2 separate regions of the Culex quinquefasciatus genome follow, and region 1 is linked to region 2. A link is a contact called in public Hi-C data. All regions are on one chromosome and are shown on one strand. The core of a region is the stretch at or near the end of the contact, and the rest is flanking DNA. Distances in the headings are between cores, read along the strand shown.

Evidence for each region. Hi-C and Micro-C count contacts between places; a contact is called where the count stands out from the background.
Region 1: a Hi-C map of whole body shows a contact between it and region 2, with 2.7 times the contacts expected there. The contact joins the promoter of LOC119767071 here to the promoter of LOC6032110 in region 2. A contact is called at or near these places in 2 of 2 Hi-C or Micro-C datasets (both in whole body).

The regions. Positions count from the first base shown.
Region 1 is chr2:219,537,929-219,544,140 of VPISU_Cqui_1.0_pri_paternal, forward strand. It overlaps LOC119767071, which reads right to left and starts at 2,632. Exons shown (of 3, transcript XM_038254506.1): 1 at 2,509-2,632; 2 at 1,932-2,097; 3 at 1-1,018. The coding sequence starts at 981.
Region 2 is chr2:219,285,295-219,292,154 of VPISU_Cqui_1.0_pri_paternal, forward strand. LOC6032110 (protein sickie) reads right to left here and starts at 2,263. Exons shown (of 11, transcript XM_038256687.1): 1 at 1,286-2,263.

The DNA of each region.
Region 1 (6,212 bases), core at 1,382-3,881, 250 kb after region 2:
TTTTTCCTCTATCGATTTATAAGAATCGATAACAACACTCGATGGGAGCTTCCCAAAATCATCCGGTGGAATGAAGTTTCGCATCCAAACGCGCATTTCCTTTTGCAGTATTTTTGACATTTCTGCATCGTTCGGTTGTGAGACCGATAAAATTAAATCATTGATAAAATTATTGAAAATTGTTTCATCAACAAAAGGAGGAATGTGTTGTTTGCGTGATTCACCTTTGAAAAAATCGTTTAGCGTTTTTTCGTCAACAAACACCGTTGTGCAATTGTTTTGTTTTAGATACTCGAACAGTTTACGTGTTCTAAGATTGAAGTCTTGTGTTGGAATTTCATCTTTGAGATTTAACTGCTTTTCCGATTTGAGGAACAATTGTTTTAACGGAGTTTTGTGCTCTAAAAGAAACTTACATTTATTTTTCAAATCACTGCTTTGAAGATTATCTTTCAATTTGGAACAAAACATATCAAAGTTTTGATTGGCCTTTTTTGAAAGTGCGTTGAGTTGTTCTGTGTTTGGTTCAAGCTTGAAATGCTCTGTACATGTGTCGAAACTTAACAGATTATCCAAATTATTGTCTTTACTTATTTGCCCTTTTAATGAGTCGTGTATTTTTCGGTTTGTTGATACAATAAACCACTTCCGCTTTTCTTCATATGGCCAATCATCTTGAACGTTACAGTACGATTCTAAATACTTTATCAACGCGAAATCTCCCTTATCATCTCCAAAAAGCATTTCGGAAGTCAATTCACCAGGATTTTTTGTGTGTTTCGCTTGGATCAGCCACCATTCTCCGGTATCTTCCAGATAGATGACTACATCATCGAACTTACCGACAATGGTCATTTCGGTAGCCATCTTGAAGTTTCTCTTTTGCTGGGTTGCGGTCAGTGCAAGTTTTAAGCCAATCTTCCGTTGATATGCCATGCCATCGCTGCCGGTCTTGGTGCGCACGAAATGAGTTGATGTCATCTTGGCAGTGAGTTGATTTATCGATTTTGTGATCTTACTGCAAATGAAATCAAACCATTATATTTATTAGGTTAGTAGGGGAAGGGATTGATGTTAAAAGACAGGACGTGGGAAGGGAAGGGGAATCAGGAGGATGATGATGAAAACTTTTCTTCGATTCTTAGATGTTTTCAACCGAGCCATGTAGCCTGGTAAGCGGAAGATCGTGGATTCTATTCCTGGCTAGGACCAATAAAACTGGTGCTCGATTGCTTAGTAAAGGGAAGGTAGTGTTTAGCCAAAAACGATCGTGAAGTCAATTTGTCTCCAGAACAACAATAAATCAGCATTAAACACTACTTAAGAGCATGTGGACAAGCTCAGCTACAGGCCCGCATGAAATTTGTGGTCCCCAGAAACACGTGTACTTTGAATTGTTCTAAAATATTTAGATATTGCTGTTCTGTTTTCAAAACTGGCCGATTTTCAATAACTTTATTAAAGAAAAGATGAAAAATATTTTGATGTTTTTCATACAAATAATCACTAGTTTTTTTTTGTATTTATTTTAACTAAATTCGCACACGCGCTATGTCTCGAGAGTCTTCACTTCAAATTTCAGCAAATTGGGCCCATCTCATCTCGAGATATCGTGGCACCCGTTCCATCCTATCTCGAGATATCGTGGCAACTCGGAGTTCAGAGAAAAGCGCTCACAAAGTTTGACAGTTCGTTTTGCACATGGATAATTTTTGAGCTTAAATCGTCTTTCACTCAGTTTAATCATGTAAAATCTTGATTATACTTTAAAGAGTGATTGAAAATCATCCTGAAAGTGGATTTAATAAATAATCTGTAATATGAAACTTTGTGATTTTCTAGATGTCTACAAGTTTTCTCGACTTATCTAGAGCTAATTATGCATGACCTAACTGTATTTAATATATATGATCTTTTCAGTAAGTACTTACTTTTCAATTGGCGCCTACAAAATTCCAGATATGATTCAATTTCGAGTTGCTTAGGTCCTCGATTACGTGCTAGTCGGATGGGTTTTTTCCTTAATTAAGACAGGAAATGGATTGTGCAGCAAACCAATTTGATTTTCATTGTTATCATGAGTATTTTGATAAAAATCTAAAAGATTATGACAAACAAAGAATAAAAAAAAATGGAAAAGTAAAAAATGAGATTGTAATTGTTCAGTTTATGAATGTTAATGTAATAATCAATTTATTAGTGAAACTTTAGCATAAAGTTGCATTTTAGATTTAGATGATTCTTGTTGCATTTGATCCGGATGAATGTCAAGAATCACCTCCAACAAGGTAGATCCAGAACAGATGCGTCTACCCTAAGTTGCAATAAAAAGAGCATTTCCACCTTTTTTCCAAGGATTGAAAGAGCCGGTGAAGTTGCATTTTCAACTTTTTTTAGGGGCTACAAGTGTTAAAAGAGCTTAATTTTGTCCATCGTTCAGTAATTGATGTATTTCAGTCAGTTGTATTGAAGATTCAAATGTACAGTTCCAAAATTTTGAATACTTACCTAAGTATAGTTTAATTAAAGTCCTTGTGCCAATACTGATTTCCTTCAAGCTTAACACTTTTACAAACTTTGAAAATATGTTCTGGAACCACACGGAGCTCAACCTTTTCTATCGAACTTCTGAACAAAGTATGCGCTTGTGGCCATATGAGCACCGTGTGATATTTATATTTTTTTTTTCGTTTTTTACCAGTTTTTATCTTATAATCCGTCCGTCCTGCTAATGATAAGGATATTGCGCCAGAGTTGAACACAATGCAATATTAATCAGAAAAAAACTAACTTAACCCACCTATGTGATTGATGTCTTCCTCACTCTTTGCCAAAAATAAGGCCAACCTTCAGCATAGTTGGAGGTAACTTACTGCAGTTTGAACCATTTTTGAACAAGAATATTAGCTTTTGTAAACATGCTCAATTTTGATACAAACAAGAATATTCTAAGTTTTTGAATGTTTGTTGTACTCAAATCAAAATCAGATCAAAAATATATCAAAAATGTTTAGAAAATATCATTACTTTTCCTGTCATTCTCGAACGATGAAACGGCCTCCCTTTACTTACAACAAAATAACGAATTTGAAAATTATTACTTTTCAACACCAGTGCTGAAAAGTTGAACTTTACAGCACTTGTATCGAAAAGTAAAATTTTTCAATATCTTCTTGAATTGAACTGTAAATTTACTCGATCGGAAGGGTCAATTCTTGCTTATTTTTTCAAAAGGTCCTATATAAATAGGGAACTCATGGCGCATAGGTCGTTTGAAAAAGTTTTTACTCACTTACGACCAATTTGATTTTGAATGCAAAGACAAAACTGCAAAACTACCAAACAGTCAAATTTTATGAAGATATGAAGATATAAAAAAAGTTCCATGTTGATTTTTCCTGGGATTATTCGTTATCTTCACAAACATTTGAGTTGAACTTAATTTACCTGATTATATTTTTTGCTTTGAATTTTAAAGATATGAAGAAACAAAAAATGGCTTGTCGATATTTCCTGGTATTGGTATCTTCACAGTTACGTGCGTTGAACTTAATTTTCCTGATAATTCAAAATATATGGTTGCGAGAGCATTACCTGGGAGACGTGGCATTTATCATAAATTTTATTTAACTTTTTACAAATTTAGAATTCAAATAAAATTTAAATTTAAAATGTTCATGTAAAGTGGAAAGGGAACTTCTTTCATCTCCAATATATTTTTTAAAATCACTTTAGAGCAATTTGTAACTGTCGGGTTACCACCGGCTCACGAGCGCTACCGAGACTCCCTCATGTAGCCTCAGGGTCGGCATGCTTGCGGTCCTGAATCGCGGTAAGCTTGGGAAATGCTTTCGGCCAAGGTAAAACTCCATCACTTCGACTGAACTCTTTCTATTTACTCCCACTTTCTTACAGCTATCTCGTCGCCATCGTGCTAACTTGTCGTACGTGCATTTTGGGTCAAATTGAGTTAAGAACGCCATTTTGTGCAGCTCACAATGCCTCACCTTTTGACCTTCACAGATCCCCAAAATTCGATTTCAATCCTGAGATATTCAACAAAAACCGAAAAAACTCCGTGTATTTTTGTCACTTTACATATGAAAGTAGTTTCAATCTTGTCGTGCTATCTTGTAACTCCATGAAAATTGATGTAAGTGCGACAAAAGGCCAAAGGGATTTCAGGCCAGGAAAGTCAGGATGCGTTTGTCGCACGTACAAGCTAGACTACCGTAAACATTTGTAATTATAACTCGGGACTCCAGCAACCAACTTCAACCAAACTTTGGGACAATGCACAGAATGGTAAGCCAAACAAAACGTGTTTGTTATTGTTTACATTGCGTGCTCTCGTTTTTGAATATTCAAGGTCAAACATTAAAACGCGTTTTTCTCGGAACGTCAAAATGGCGGGTGCGACAAGATAGCACGACGACGTCGATCTGACCTTCTCTCTGCTCTTCCTTCTTCTCGGGGCCCCGTACTCCGACTCAGCTTCCGGTGACGCCGCTTCCTCTCCTTCTTTTGTGGTTGCTGCTACTCGCCGTCATGCGGCGTAGCCGCTGCCCGCAGCTCCGGCGCTCGCCGTCTCGTGGCGCAGCCTCCGGGGTTGGTGTACTGGATGGCGTACTCGACCGGCTGCGGTCGTTACAAGGGAATACCCGGATGAGGCGCAGGTACGACGATGGTCTACGTCCGGCTGCGGACTGGATTCTGGGGGTGACTCGATGGTTGCGGCGAGTCCCCGGTTTGTGTCCTCGACACGGTTGTTACTGGGCGGTGCCGAACTGGCACTTAACGTGAGGTACGAGGGGTCCTGGAGGTGATGGTTGAGGTTAGGTGAGCCATGACGGTTGGATTTGTTGGTTAGGCGGATGGGGTCGTTAGGGTTGGCAAACTGGCGGGTTTTGTGGACAAACCTGATGTCTAGGCTTAGTGATTTTTCACGCTCAAAAATTGCAAATTTCACGGGGACCTTAATTTCAAAACACCAAATTTCACGAAAATTTCGCGGAACGTGAAAAATATTAAAATAACCATGAAAATTTTATGTTAGACTTACAGAAAGTACTTTTTATGTTTTTTTACATATTATTTTTCAATAAACCTAAAAAAATCTTAACTTAATTTGAACGTGACACAAAAAATAATTTGATTAATTAAAAAAATCCACTTGGTTTATGGATGGGCTCTATAAATATTTTGAAAAAAAAATGCGTATTGTCATTTATTGACCTGCTTTTTTAATGTTCGAATAATATAGCTAAACAGTTTTTACAATTTATTGAATTTCATATTAAAACCAAATTTAACAAAACAATCTAACAATAAAAATAACTTTTTTGCGACATTTGCCCAGTAAAAATAATTTAAAGGTTTTCATCTCACTTTTCAAAAACTAAAATAAAAATCACTAGTCAAAAATAATTTAATCTGTAACGAAATTTTTGAAATTTAAAAAAAACTATTTTTTAATCTTGAATAAACCAAGCTTGAATCTTTCAGCATATTTCAAAATTATATCTTTCAAAACTCAAATTAAATTATAGTAAAATTGTTATAACGGCAATTGAAAAAAATGTAAAATTCAGCTGGTTTCCTAAGAATAACTGATAAACTATTGTTTATAGTACCACGAAAATTGCAATCTATTTTCTCAATATTTTTCTTCCTCTTCTCTGATGGAATCAATTTTTTCAAACTTTTTTTTTTTTGCTCCTCCTGGACCGGAAGAAATGGGAAAGACAACTATTTTCACGAAATGTTACTTTTAAATGAATGTTTGCTTTTAATTGATTTCTAAAAGTAAATCCATACAACTCAAAAAATCTGTACAATCTTTAAAAAAAATTACAATATACTTGTTAATTCAATTTTAACAAGTATTGGTTGAAAGAGACAAAATTTATAAAAAAAATCGAGAATAATTTTTCTTCTTTGACTGATTTTTGTTAACATCATTTAAGTATTCGCAGCAATCACTTCTCAGTAAATGTTGTATCAATTTCATGTTAATATTTGTTTGTTAACAATTCTTCAAATGGTTCATACGCTTTTCAATTCAAATCTAATAAAATTTACTTTAAAGATCTTTAAGAATGAAATATTTATTATTTTGTTATTTTTATGAATTGATTTGAGAAAATTGATAAATTTCACGGGATTTCACGGAAATCTTCAAATTTCGCGATTTTCACGCTGTCCGCGAAATC
Region 2 (6,860 bases), core at 1,013-3,512:
TTTATCATAACTCTCTTGATATTTTTTATAAATCATTAAAAGCTTTTTCATTTTAAAATATTGAAAATTTTCGGAAATATGCTCCAAACTTATTTAGTTTACTTAAGCTGAAAATTAAAACAAAAATACAAAATTTTCAAGAGCTAGAACATAATTTTAGAACTAAAATGCCTTTTTTGACAAAAAATAAGAAATTCCCGACTTTTCCCAGATTTTTTGGAGATTAAAAATACTTTTTGAACCCTAATTTAATGCTCGAAATTACAATAAGCCAATGAAAGCTTTAAAAAGGCTTTTGTTATTACCAAAATAACTATAAAAAGCATTTTTCCAGCAAACTAACCAATCGTGTAAACTGGGCTGAACGATAAGATCAGTTAAATTTTTGCTTTTTACATAAAACCTTACTGAATATGCATTGACTCTGGTTAATTTTACAATCATAGTAAAGAATGCAATGACTAACTTCTTCTTTTTTTTAAAGATTGTTTTTTTTTGTAGAATTTTGGAGTTTTTTTTAAATAAAAAAAGGTTCTGGAAACAAAAAAATCAAATTTTGCTTTTTAGGTGTTTTTGAAACCGCCTTGAGTCAGGGGTATTCAAAATCACCCAAAAAACAAAAGATGAAAATTTTGCTAGTTTTACCGTTTTAAAAAAGTTCAGAATTGCTCATAGAGGGAAAATGTAAATAAAACGTAATCAACCTGGCCTATCTTAATATCCTTCGGGATAACCTCAAATAAATTCAGAATTTGATTAGCTTTTCTCCTTGCAACCCACTCGTATGTGTTTGTGTGTGTATGCGCTTAAGTGCTCCTCCATGCGCAAAATAATTCATCCATAAATAATCACAACAAAACCGGAAGCACCCACACAACCCCACCCCAACTCCTAGTACCTCTCAGTAGGCGAAAAACACCTGTTCAACGTTCGCCTACTCGATGCCCTACTCGACCCTCACTATAACACTATACCTCTTGATCAGAGGCAAGACCCATCCTAAAACCACTTTACCCCACACACATACTTCAGAAGTGAGTGCGAGGGGGAGGTAGAATGCAGTTCACCACTACCAGCGCGCGCGTTGCAGCACAAAGTAGGCTCGGAGGATATCCTGTTTGCCGACTACTCTTTTTCCAGGCCTGCCTCGATTTTCACAATTTAATCAAACAACCCCCCCAACCAAACCCCTTTGACAAGGGGGTGGACTTTTTCGTTTTTATTTTTGGTGTGTGCACTTTTGTCAGTGGGTGTATGTGTGACGCGCATCGCCTACTACGCTTACGTGAGTCCTTTTGTCGATGACGTATCCTTTTTGCACCAATACTAGCGGACGTTTTTCGACGTTGTTCAATCGATTTTGTTATTGTTGTTGGTGCTGTTGTTGTTGTTTTTGTTGTGGTTGGAGTCGGCCAACCGCGTAGTAGGCCGGGTGGTCGTCGTCGTCGAGGGGGGAGGCTGATTCATTCACTGCTTTTCATGTATTTTTGGATGTAGATAAACACAAGTGCCGCTTCTCATGGCCTACTAGCTGGTGTTATTGGCGGTTTTTCCGAGAAAGGGCAAATTTTTCACGTCACTGAGCGCCGCCGAAATGGTTCAATGATCGAATTTATTCGATACAGCTATTCCTTTTGATTTGTTTTCGTCCTTTGAGAACTGGCAGGAGGGGGAGGATTCTCCTTCCGAAGAAGCCAAAAACAGTAAAACTATAACGCACGCGTTGGCCACCCTCGCAAATATTCTTCCTTTTAGGTTAGGGTGGTCCTTCCACTTTGTAGATTCTTATAAATTTATAATTTCTTTGGTTATACATTTAAGGCAGTTTGTTCGCACTAAATTCTAACATAAACTAGACACACGCACAGTAAGCACCATCAACAGCAAGCTTCAACAAATGGCACAGCCACATTCCAAAGGGTGGGGGTTCAATTCCCGACAACAGCGCAAAAAAAAAAAAAAAACTCGCAATTCCTAACAATAAATCATGACACTCGCGGAGTTTCGCCAAGGAAAATCGATCCCAACAACCCGAGACGAAAAGCACTTGATTTGGTCCATTTGTGGCTGCTGCACCAACTCCTTCAAACTCCACACCAACAAACCGTCAAAAACTTCCGGACAAATCCCACTGGCAGCACTTCCGGTTCAAGGAATTGTCGCGTAGACTTTTCGGGGAGGGGTCGTCCTTAATAAAAGGACCACGCGCGTCGCGAAACCGCCCCTTGAAACAGACCGATCTTATCGCCAGAAGTCGAGTGACATGTCTGAGCGGTGGCCAACTGTGGAACCGATGGCGAACCCGTTCCGTCGCTCAACGCTCTCGCTCTCAGTTTGCGTGAGTTCTTGTGAGAGGAAAAACTCCCGCTCTCTCAGAATTCTTTGAAAAATCTCTCAAAGAAGGGGTGTTTTCCCGTTTTGTGGTCAGTTCCCGACGCGAGCATATGTTTTTCCAGACCACCCCAAAAATCGGCGACGACTTTCGTCGGAGTTGGCCCTTCTTTTAGCATGAGTCACCGCACGCTTCGATTATGTGGCGCTCGCTGTTGCATCACGTTCGGAGTGGCACTTTTCTTTATTTTCTTTTTAGTTTTTACGTTTTTTTTTGCGAAAAAAATAGAGGGTTGCGCTAAATTTGGACGGGGTTTTAGAGTTTAGCTGCGCTGTGCGCCAGGTGTTTTTGCGCTACCTTTATTGTTATTTGGGGTTCTTCTAAAAAGGGTCACCGATGACAGTCGGGCGAAGGTGCCTCTTACGTGATAGTTCAAAGGGTTTAAAGGATGTGTTTTAGCAAAATTCTTTGTTGGGTTTGAAATTTACTAAAAATGAAGCAATTTTATTGCTCTCCATCATTTTTTTTTAACAAAAAAATAAGTTTCAACCAAATTTTTAAAATACAAAACATAAAATTATTGAATACTGATTTGGTTATGTTTTAATAAGGTCCAAAGATCTCCGAAAAAAACAAGAATAAGATTCTCAATAAAATCAAGAACAAATAAAATGAGTGCTGAAAATTATAATAATCATTAAAAAACCAAAATTAATTGCAAACTATTTTGAAAAAAAAATGTTACCTTTTTTTTGTTTTTTATTTATTTCCTGTTTCCTGGGAAAAATCACTCAATTCGAGAAGCAATAGTTAAACATTTTTGAAAAAATATGTACCAAAACATTCTCTTGCACGATAAGCATTGCATAAAACAAGAACAACTCAAAAATATCAACTTATACAGGTTTGACAAATGAAACAATGAATAGCGTCGACGTTAAATTTCCTCAAAATTCTTGGGAAATTGGACGCTCTAGTTTCAATCAATTATGGAACTTTTGGCCTTTTAGCTAATTTTGATGTTTGAACAACAGAGTTACTCTGTGTTTTAAAAATTTATGTTTTTGAAGAAATTTTCATTTAAAATTAACTAAGACTAATAATATTTTAAAATAAACTCAAACATGTTAATAAGGACTAGAAACACAAGGGGAATGCATTTAAAATTGTTTTCAGCTAATGATTGAAATTTTATGGTTTTTTTAGGGCTTGATTTTTCGGGCCGATTTTGAAGGAGAAATTTTTGACAAGTATTTGCAACAGCCTAACTGTAATAATGTATAAAGGATTTTGTGATAGTTTTTGCTTCAATAATTCGAAAATTTTGAAATTCATTATAGAAAGAATAATGTTTTTTTATTCAATTTACGATGCGTTATAAAAATATTGCTGTAAGGAAATTAAAAAAGTCCCTATTTATTAAAAGTTGAAAAATTAAAGTTAGAAAGTATGATTGTTTTGTCAATAACTAGTATTTTGATTAAAAATAGCATATTTTTCATTTTTGTCAAACTGATGTTAAAGCAACTTAGAAATATGTTTCCTTCAGAACAACTCCTAAAAATAAACGGACGAAAAAATATTCAGCAATTCTATTAGAAAGTTAAACTCAATTATTTTTTTCCTACTTTGAAGATTTTTTATACCATATATATGAGCTGGAATCTCAAAAAAGTATCAGATATCTTACTGAAATTGAGATATCTTTTGGTGTCGTTTGATCAAAACACAAGGTTTGGAGGTCCTTAAACAAACTTTATTTTTCTATAAGAAAACTAAACTCAACATTTTCAAATGATCCAAAATTGGTTAGGATAAATAATAAGACACGTATTTTTATAGGCCATTAGGGTGATCCAAGTTACGGTGATTACAAAAACATTAATAATAGTTTGATAAATCTAACCTAACACTTGAAAAGGTCGTATGAAACTTTAAAATGCAGATTAAAAAAAGGTGATGATACATTTTTGGACGTCAAAAGTTTTGTTCTTCTCATAACAAACATTTAGTAACATTTTGTAAAAATAGTAATTAAAAAAATATGTTTTGAAATTATTTCTTTAACCTTTTTTTCAGCCAGTTTTTGCTTTCATATGAAATTAATGAATTTTATGTAACATGTTAATCGACACTAATTCGTTTAAACTATTCGGAATGCATTGAATAACGTTTATACATTTATACATTTTTTTACAAATAATGGCTTCTAACCTCTATAAAAACATATTTTTGCAATTCCGTCGTGAAATTACTTACTTTTCCTGTCATTCTTGAACGACGAAATATCCTACTTTTTTGTACCAAAAATAACAGAATCGAATAGCAACACTTTTCAAAATAAATGCTGAAAAGTCCTACTTTTCAGCACTCGATGGGTGCTGAAAAGTTGAACTTTTCAGCACTTGTTTCGAAAAGTAACACTTTTCAACATTTTTTTGATTTCAACGATTTATTGACAAAATACATGAAAATTTGACATAAAATTTCACTCAGTGTGTGTTTATTGGAACTGCAAAAAATGTTGTATGGAACTCGTTGCAAAACTTGATTTTTTCAGCACTCTTCGTATTTATCTAACTCGGTGAACCTCGTTGGATAAATGTACGACTCGTGCTGAAAAAATCCTCTTTTTGCAACTTGTTGCATAAACTACTATTTTGAGACCAAAATTTGTATAAAGACGTAAAACTTTTGAGAAAAATATATTTCCGTAAATTCAATGACATTATGAAAATTTGTGACAGTAGCATAACTGTTCTAAAGCATACAGCATTTAGTAAAACCTTTTTTTAAATGCCTTTTACTAGAAATTCAGTTTTTCCAAATAAATTTTCAAAATTAATAGAAAGCCTTTTTTCAAAATGGAAAAATAAAAATTATACAATGTGCTTCGAGTAACGTTATCAGAGGTGACATTTTGTCTGGGGGTAAGTTGATTTCAGCATTTTTGTATGAACCAATCACACCCCAGACACTATGTCACCCCTGGTGACGGTGGTTTACACTGATTTTTTGGAAATATTTTGGAGGGGGAGTCTAATTTGTCAGTATTATTATGATAGTTTTTTTTTTAAATGATTTATGATTGAAAATTCACTAAAGACGTTTACCCAGTATCATAAACTGTCACAAATTGAGTCACATGATTTGAGCAAAAATGTTTTGCTTTCTTCAATTTTTTGAGTATTTTGATTGTTTGATTGTGTTTTGTGGTAAAAAGTCAGAACGATAAGATGTGTCAAGACTTCATACTAAATTCACCACATTAGACTGTAATTATGTTCGAATTTTTTACATAGTTCACAGAAAAAATCAATGCTCGTAATCGTGAATTCATTTCACGAAGGGATTTATTCGTGAGTATGGTGCATTTGCACTATAAACGTGAATATATTCCTTCGTGTTTCTCGCATTCGGGAATTTAATTCACGATTTTGAGAATTGGTTTTTTCCGTGTTCTAATGTAAAATACTTTTGAACTATTTTTTTTTAAAATTAGTTTGATAAAAGCAAAAATTTGAATGAATTTTTTATACAAATTATTTTTATTGTGTTGATAAATTAACAGTAATTTAGATTAACTTCAGTTTAAAGATAGTCTGTAGTTCTTTTTATTTAAAAATTATTTTCTTTCCTAATTACAACAACACATTTTGTTGAAGGTCCTTATTTTTCTGTGATATTTTGTAGTCACATTATGTAACAATATGGCTCCTTGAACTCACACAAACCGATAGAATTAAATTTTAGGTTATTTCTAGCCAGTACTTATCATAACAAATTTATTTATCAATTGATAAAGACGCTTGATTTTTTAGAATAATTTTTAGCATTTATACCTGAAATAAACATAAAATTAATTCTGTCGATTGAAAAAAGTGTGTTCAGGAAGTGAAATAAAAAAATATAATAATTGAAATAACAAGTCACAGGCTCAACATTTGAATAAAAAAATGTTTTCAAAAAATGACAGATTTGACGAAAACAAAATTTTAGCGAAAAAAACCTGTTTGCGGTAATGTACAACAAATTTAAAAAAAAAATTAATTGATTTAAGCTGATTGCATTTTGATTTTCATTGAAATTTTTAAGTATTTTGAAAAAATATTGTAGCCAGCCTCATCCAAATTTACCAATAATAACAAATCTCTGGAATAAATCCAAAACTTCTCGTTTCAGAAAATTCAAAGGATAAAGAAGAACTCACTTTGAGCTCTCTCCTGTGGCACTCACTCTCACGTTTTCTTCAGCACATAATCATGTGTTTCAAGCAGAGGGATAACTTTAAAGTATTTGGTATTAGATACCAAATACTTTAAAGTTATCCCTCTAAAGGTAGAAATTTTGAATCATTTCAGAACATTTTAAATTGCACAAAAACAAATGTTTTATTTTTAGTCAATCTTCTAAAAATTACGAAAAAAGACGAAATTTCGATAATAAATTAATCTCAAATCAATACTTTAAAAATCAATTCCCAAATCCCACTGCCATCGTGATACCTACTAACCCCCAAAAAACCAAC